Regions from separate parts of the Sus scrofa genome. Here region 1 is linked to region 2. A link is a contact called in public HiChIP or PLAC-seq data. All regions are on one chromosome and are shown on one strand. Each heading gives the region's core, a stretch centred on a gene start, on an enhancer-like site or on the middle of the called end of the contact. The rest is flanking DNA. Distances are from core to core; before and after follow the strand shown. Region 1 has its middle 53 kb from the start of SNX19. Region 2 overlaps APLP2 (amyloid-like protein 2).

Evidence for each region. HiChIP or PLAC-seq counts read pairs in DNA pulled down with a chosen protein or histone mark.
Region 1: a contact with region 2 is called in an H3K27ac HiChIP or PLAC-seq map of skeletal muscle. The contact joins two enhancer-like sites. A contact is called at or near these places in 1 of 47 Hi-C or Micro-C datasets (epiblast stem cells) and 1 of 2 datasets of contacts at active chromatin or transcription factors (skeletal muscle).

The regions. Positions count from the first base shown.
Region 1 is chr9:57,504,045-57,507,147 of Sscrofa11.1, forward strand. No RefSeq gene overlaps it. Among named protein-coding and RNA genes, the nearest start is that of SNX19, 53 kb to the right of the region's middle. Within about 2 kb of position 1,362, at least 1 of the 83 cell types and tissues checked has an H3K27ac peak or open chromatin away from gene starts, as enhancers often do. A contact at or near this core is called in skeletal muscle, where this site is marked.
Region 2 is chr9:56,849,581-56,852,902 of Sscrofa11.1, forward strand. It overlaps APLP2 (amyloid-like protein 2), which reads left to right. Exons shown (of 17, transcript XM_021063158.1): 8 at 2,035-2,165. Among named protein-coding and RNA genes, the nearest start is that of ST14, 37 kb to the right of the region's middle. Within about 2 kb of position 2,056, at least 4 of the 83 cell types and tissues checked have an H3K27ac peak or open chromatin away from gene starts, as enhancers often do. A contact at or near this core is called in skeletal muscle, where this site is marked.

The DNA of each region.
Region 1 (3,103 bases), core at 112-2,611, 650 kb after region 2:
TGGGGTCAGTCACACATGACCAAAATCTGAAAATGTGCAGTATCTGTAATACACTATAGTGTGATAAAATGTAACAACAGTCCACCAGCGTTAAGTACCATGAAGAGAAATGAAACAGCTTGAGGGCTGGGGAATGAGGAAAGCTGTTTTAGAAAGCGTGGTTGGGAAAGTCCTCTCTGTGAAGGTGGCATTTGGTGGGAGACCGTGGACGAGGGGGTGAGCCCTGGACATCCAGAGCAGACATGCCAGGCAGGGTCTGATCCCAGCGAGCTGGGTCTGGGAGGAAGGTCAGGAGGCCGCGGGTCAGGAAATGCGGCTGTGTCGCTGGATCCCCTCTCAGGGTTTGATGCCAAGTGTGATGGGACATCAGTGCTGTGAGCATGTTGCCAGGCAGTGGGGGCACTGAGAGACAAAATACAGTCTCTGCATGGAAGGGCCTAGAAGGCGCGCTCCTGCTAACGTGTGGCCATAAAGGCCAGTGGTGGGAGCTGTGTGTGGGATCTGTGCTGCCGTGCAGCTTCGTGGTGCTCCAGGGCCTGGAGGTGGTTGCTCTGACACCTCGCCCAGTAGAGGAACAGCTTCTGGACTGTAAAGAAAGGGAGAGCCGCAAAGAGGCACTTTCAGTGGAGAAGCTTGAGTGGGCAAGACCTATTTGGGAACTGGCCCAGCAGCCACAGCAGTGTCTCATAGTAGAGCCCAGGAAGTGCGTGAGCATCAGGCAGATGCAGGAGGAAAGGGCCCGCCCGGCCCTCCTCCCCAGGCTGCATGAGAAGGGGCTGCTCTTCAGCCCAGAAGAGCATCCTGACCAAGGGACCAGGCCCTCCTGCATGTCTGGCACATGGGAGGTTGGTGGTTCCCTGAGGCCTCGTCCTCTCCAAGAGCTGGAAGGGATGGTGGCCTCACAGGCCACCAGGCCCATGTGCCCTGTGGGTGAAGCCCTTGCCCAGGGGCCCAGCTAAGGAAGGACGGAGGTCAGCCTGGCCTTGGGTGCAGGTCTCTTGTCCTGTGCACGGCTGCGCTCTGCATGCTGACCAAGCCTTCCAGATACGCAAGGGCGTCCTGACCAGGGGTGGCCTTTCTGCAAACCAACATGATGGTCCAAGAGTGAGCCGGTTCCCGTCTTGGTCTAGGCTTCCCTGGGCTTCTCCCAGGTGGGAAAATTTGCAGGACCCCAGGGTACCAGGCGCAGCTCAGAGCCTGGGCCCTCAGGCCATCTGTCACTGAGAGCTGGGATAGGGGACACTCCTGGGACCGTCCCGCGTTCGAGCCGTGCCTGCCAGCAGCACGCTGGTGCCTGTCCGCTGCCACCGGCCATGAGATAATGTCTCTCCATTTCAGGACAGTGACATAGTCACATCAGACCTCGATGGCCAGTACGCACATTCCAGGCCTGAGACCAGGGTGGCAGTGGGGAAACCTGAGCTGTGGGGAGACATTCTCAGGCTCAAAAATCACAAACCCGAGAGGGAAAGGCATTTGATCAGAAAACGACACCATTCGGGTTATTTTAATGCCCTGGATTTGCGCTGCCCTTTAAGTGGAACCCCTTCTGTCACGGTACCACGGTGCCAAGTGGCCCGGGGGCAGATGACCTTCACTTGTTTTTAACCAAAGAACAAGGTCCCGCCTGGTTCGGGTGCTCCTCAAGCTGCTGATGGGCCTGTGTTTCCCGAGCCCCAATGCGTGCAGGCGGGTTGTGGGGCTCCGTGGCGCGACTTGCTCTGAGCACGGGGAGAGGTCTCTTCCCTTCCGCCCCCCTCCCCAGGGACAGCTCCTAAAGGTCCCCCCCTTTTTAGGCACTGTGCTGTTGAATGCCATCTGGGTACGTCCCCTGACACTTGAACGTGCAACTAAGGGGTAGGGGTGACTGTCAGCTGCTCAGAGAGGCAGTTCCCCAAACTGTTGGTCAGTTCTGATTGAGCACTATTTAGGGACCCACTGGGTCCTGAGCATTTTGCCGTGTGCCATGGAGAGTGCAAGCCCCCACACACCACAGGCTGGACTTGCAAAAAGTAGGTAAGAAAAGTGCAAAAGACAAGACAAGTACTCAGAGGGCTAGAAACAAATGGTCCAGGACCGACTGGTCTGGCACGGATGACAATGACATGAGGAAGGAAAAGAGAGACTGTTCCAGTGGACAGTCCACCTAAGGCAAGGCCTGGAGGTGGTGACGAGCATCCCCATATCAACGAGGCACCTAAGGCTTCTTATGGCTGAAGATTGAAGTAGAAGGGCTTTTTCCGAGGAGGGTGGGAGCACCTGCCCTTAGGCTGGCAGTGATGCTGGGTCAAAGTGTGTGGTTTATACATTTTTAAAGCTTTAGAGCAATGAAAAGCAGCTTGAATTAATGGCGAAAGGACCAACTGGAGTTCCAGGGGATGTGCACTCTGGGATGAGTTTTCACTGAAACATGGATGGCCGCCGTATGTCCAGTCTGCATGTGGAGGAGGATGCCGCGGGGGGCAGCAGAAACGTCCCTGAGCTGGAGGGTGGAAGGCCTGGTCTTGGGCTCCCCAGTGACAATGACAAACATTTATTAGGAACTGTGTGCTGCAGCTTATTCAAAGGGTCCTAAATATAGTAACTCAGCCCCTCCCCCATTCTGAGGACAGTACCATTATTATTCCCACTTAATGAATGAGAACTCATGCACAGAGATTTTAAGTCACTTATGGAAGGACACGGAGCTAATCAGTGGTGAAGTTGGGATTCACACCTGGTTGTCTGTTGTCCGACCTTCCTCGTTCCCTCCTTCCTTCCTTCCTTCTCTTTTTCTGTCTCTTTATGGCCGTACCCACAGCCTGTGGAAGTTCTCAGGCTGGGTCACATTGGAGCGGTAGCCACAGCAACACGGGATCTGAACTGCATCTGTGACCTACATCACAGCTCACGGCAGCACTGGATCCTTAACCCACTGAGTGAGGCCAGGGATGGAACCCGCGTCCTCACGGATACTAGTCAGGTTTGTTACCGGTGAGCCAGAACGGTAACTCTTAATCCCTGTGCTGTTGCCTCTTGAAACAAACGAGGCGAGGGATCACAAGCAGAAGACAGACTCTCCATATTTGTTTCTTTTTCAGTAAAATGAGGACACTAATAACTT
Region 2 (3,322 bases), core at 806-3,305:
TTAAAATCTTAATATAATACAGTACACTTTTAGTGCTCCCACTATAGCTGCTGCTCTTTGGAAAGACTTTTTTTTTTAATGATTGAAAAGGTGGGGAAAAAAAAAAAATGAGTCCTTAGGGGAACGTTGGTGGCAGAACCTTTTTTTTTTTTTTTTTTTTTTTTACTTGGGAAAGAGAGAGATTGAAGTTATTGTGATACTTCCTGCTTTGTAAAACTACTTAAACTGAGGACCACAAAACATCGTTTGGGATTGAAGCCTGAAGAATCAGGGTTATTAAAGATGTGGCTGAATGTGGAGGTGGCAGTCTTTTTTCAAAGGATCATTCAGACCACGGAATGACAGACTGTTAGAGCAGTGTCCAAGTCTGCAGAATTGTAGCTTCCTGTTACCTTGGAAGTCGGACCTGCCCAGGAGAAGCGGTCTGTCCAAGCACTTGTGAGACCTCTGGCTGGAGTTCTCTGGAACCCAGAAGTATCACTGTTCCAGTGGTCAAGTTTGTGTCCCTCTTTGAAGGGGACTGAGGCCTGCCGCTGTGCCAACCTCCTGAGCCAGTCATTTGCACATGGACAGAGGGGTGTGGTTCTTGGCCCAAGCCCATCATGTCTTCAGAACCAAACCCCCAGCCCTGCTGCCCCTTTGCCCTTTCACTCCCAGGGGCAGAGGCAGCTTGCATTGTGTTATCTTTGTCCAGCCCAGCGATAGGAACCAAAGACTGTCTCCAACACATAAGCCTTTTAAGCTGCAGACGTGCATCACTGACGGTGATGTGCTTGTTGGCACGGACGGACTCTCATGCTTTGAAATTCTCCCAGCTCAGCTTTTGAGTATCGTGGGGAATGTGGTTTCCGAAGCTATAGATATTCTGATTTAGTTAATCTGAGAATTGGCTGTTGAGATCCAAGTCAAACTTAATGTAGGAGCCAGATATTCTCGACAAGATTTTTAGCCATAGCTTTTAGGTTTACAACCAAATAAGAGGGTGAATGAAGACGCTCTGATGGGAGGATGGGGAGAGGCTGACTTATTTGGGGTCTCATTGTCAGTTATGTTTGTTATCATGTTGAGTTAAAGTTATGCAATCCTGGAACTTAGGTGAATTTGTTTCTGAATGAAAACGTGTTGAACTTGGCCTTTACTCGCTGCTAAGCTCTAACCATGTGTCTTGGCTAGAGCAAGTTGTATAAGCTGGTTACCTGACATCCTCCCCAGCCCGGGAAATCCCGAGGGAATGAGGGCAGTAAGAGCTCCCATAGGTATTTCTCAGGAGGCTGGCTAAGTAAACTTGTCATCTCAGTCCTTCCTGAGGTCCCTTGTGCAGGCATTTGTCTGCCTGGGGGCAGTAAGAACTTAGCCCAGCGGTGTGGAGTGTTTGTTCTAGTGGGTTTGTTCCCTGGGTGGTGGTCTGGTAAGGCCAATGAGTGTCATGGTTGGAAAAGTGCCAGTTATCTTCACACCCATGGTAAGTCTTTGTCAAATATGTTGTCCCTGCTGTCGGGGTGGGGCTGAGGGTCCCCAGTTCCAGTTGTAGCTGGAGCAGTTTGGACTTCCTCTGCCCAGTCTGTGTGCAAAGAACATTCAGTTCAGTCCATTCCCCAAAGTGAGTTGTGCCCTAAAAATAGCCAGAAAAAAGGAGGAGGCCTGAGCACTGCAGTGCCTTTGCATGTGGGACTTCGGTCCTCTCTCTGGTCTCAATGCTCTCCCTGACCCCAATGGGGTAGTGATTGGGGGTGGGGGGGGTAAAGTTTCAAGAACAGAGGGGAGCTATAGGAGAAGTGCTTTCTTTTTCTGTCCCTTAGGTACCCCTGGAGCCCTAAGTAGATGCCTTTCTGGTGCTGAAGGCACCAGGGGGCGCGGATGGGGGCTGCTGGCTGAATATTGGGTAAGGAAGATGGCCCAGTGGGTTCTGCGGAGTGGAGCCCCGACCTTGAGCAGCCCCTTCTGCAGGCCCCGCTGGGCTTCCTTCCCAGAGCATGGTGTGGCTTCAACCTGGGCTCGACCTCCAGGGAGAACCCTCTCGTCGTTTTATTTCAGTTCCCCCAACTCCTCTGCCAACCAATGATGTCGATGTGTATTTCGAGACCTCTGCAGATGACAACGAGCATGCGCGCTTCCAGAAGGCCAAGGAGCAGCTGGAAATCCGGCACCGCAACCGGATGGACAGGGTAAACCTCTGGCCCCCTTACCTTCATGGTGTCAGGCATGGGGTAACCTGGGCCCTGTAGTTGAAGCAAAGGATACCACCTCCCCAGATTTTTACCCTAACTAACTATGTGAGGATGGGTGAGATGTGAGAGTATGAGCCGCCTGCCTTCTGGGCAGTCCTAGGGCCCCCTCCCATCTCCATGATAATGGAATTACCCTCTGATTGCTTATCTATTCCAGACTCTCGTCTCTGCAGAGCACTTCCTGTAAACATTATATTCTGCTTATTTTCCTTTGCCATTAACTAGCTTAAGTTTTTTCTAAATTTTTATTTTGTTTTTTATTTTACTAAGTTGTATTCTAGGAATTTGTTCATTTCATCTATATTTATTTATTTATTTTTGGCCTCACCGGTGGCCTGCGGAAGTTCCAGGGCCAGAAATCAAACCCGTACCACAGCAGTGACAACAGCAGATCCTTAACGCCCTAGGCTACCAGGGAACTCTCTTTTTTTATTTTAAAGAAGGAAACTCTGTATCAATGTTGCAAGTAGAAAGCTAGTATCATTTGCCATTAGAACAAGGTAACTATAAAAATACATTAGATGAAAGCAAGCAGCATTAAAACATTCTGGCTAGATACTATGGCCCACTAAAAGTTCTGAGTCTCCAGGGATGCTTTTTTTTTTCCTTAAAGGAGTTAAAACTGTTAGAGCAACAGGAGCACCAGAATACAACTTTCTCCCAGTCTTACTCAGAAGGGTTGAAAGAAAATTGAAAGGGGAATTTCTTGCCAGCTCCAGTACCACCTGAAATCCCACACATCACTTGTGCTGGGCTCATACACTGGGAATGCTTGTTACTCTGTTGCATCAGGTCTGAGAAGTAGGTATTAACCCCCCACCGCCACCCCTTTTTTGTGAGGAAACTAAGGCACTTAGGTTGGTAAAGAACCCTCCCAAGGATAAGAGGTTATGAAAGAGGCAGTTGGGTAGTGGAGCTCCAGTGGGGAAGCCGAGGCCTGGCACCTTTGGGGCAGCAATTCTGGAACACACATTCATTGAGCTCCTGAGGGATCATGGGATGCAGTTTCCTTTTGTATTTTCCCACAGGGCCAGGCAGTGATTTCAAAGAGGAGAGAGTTGTTTCAGAGATTATTCTGGTTATAGTGGCTTTGA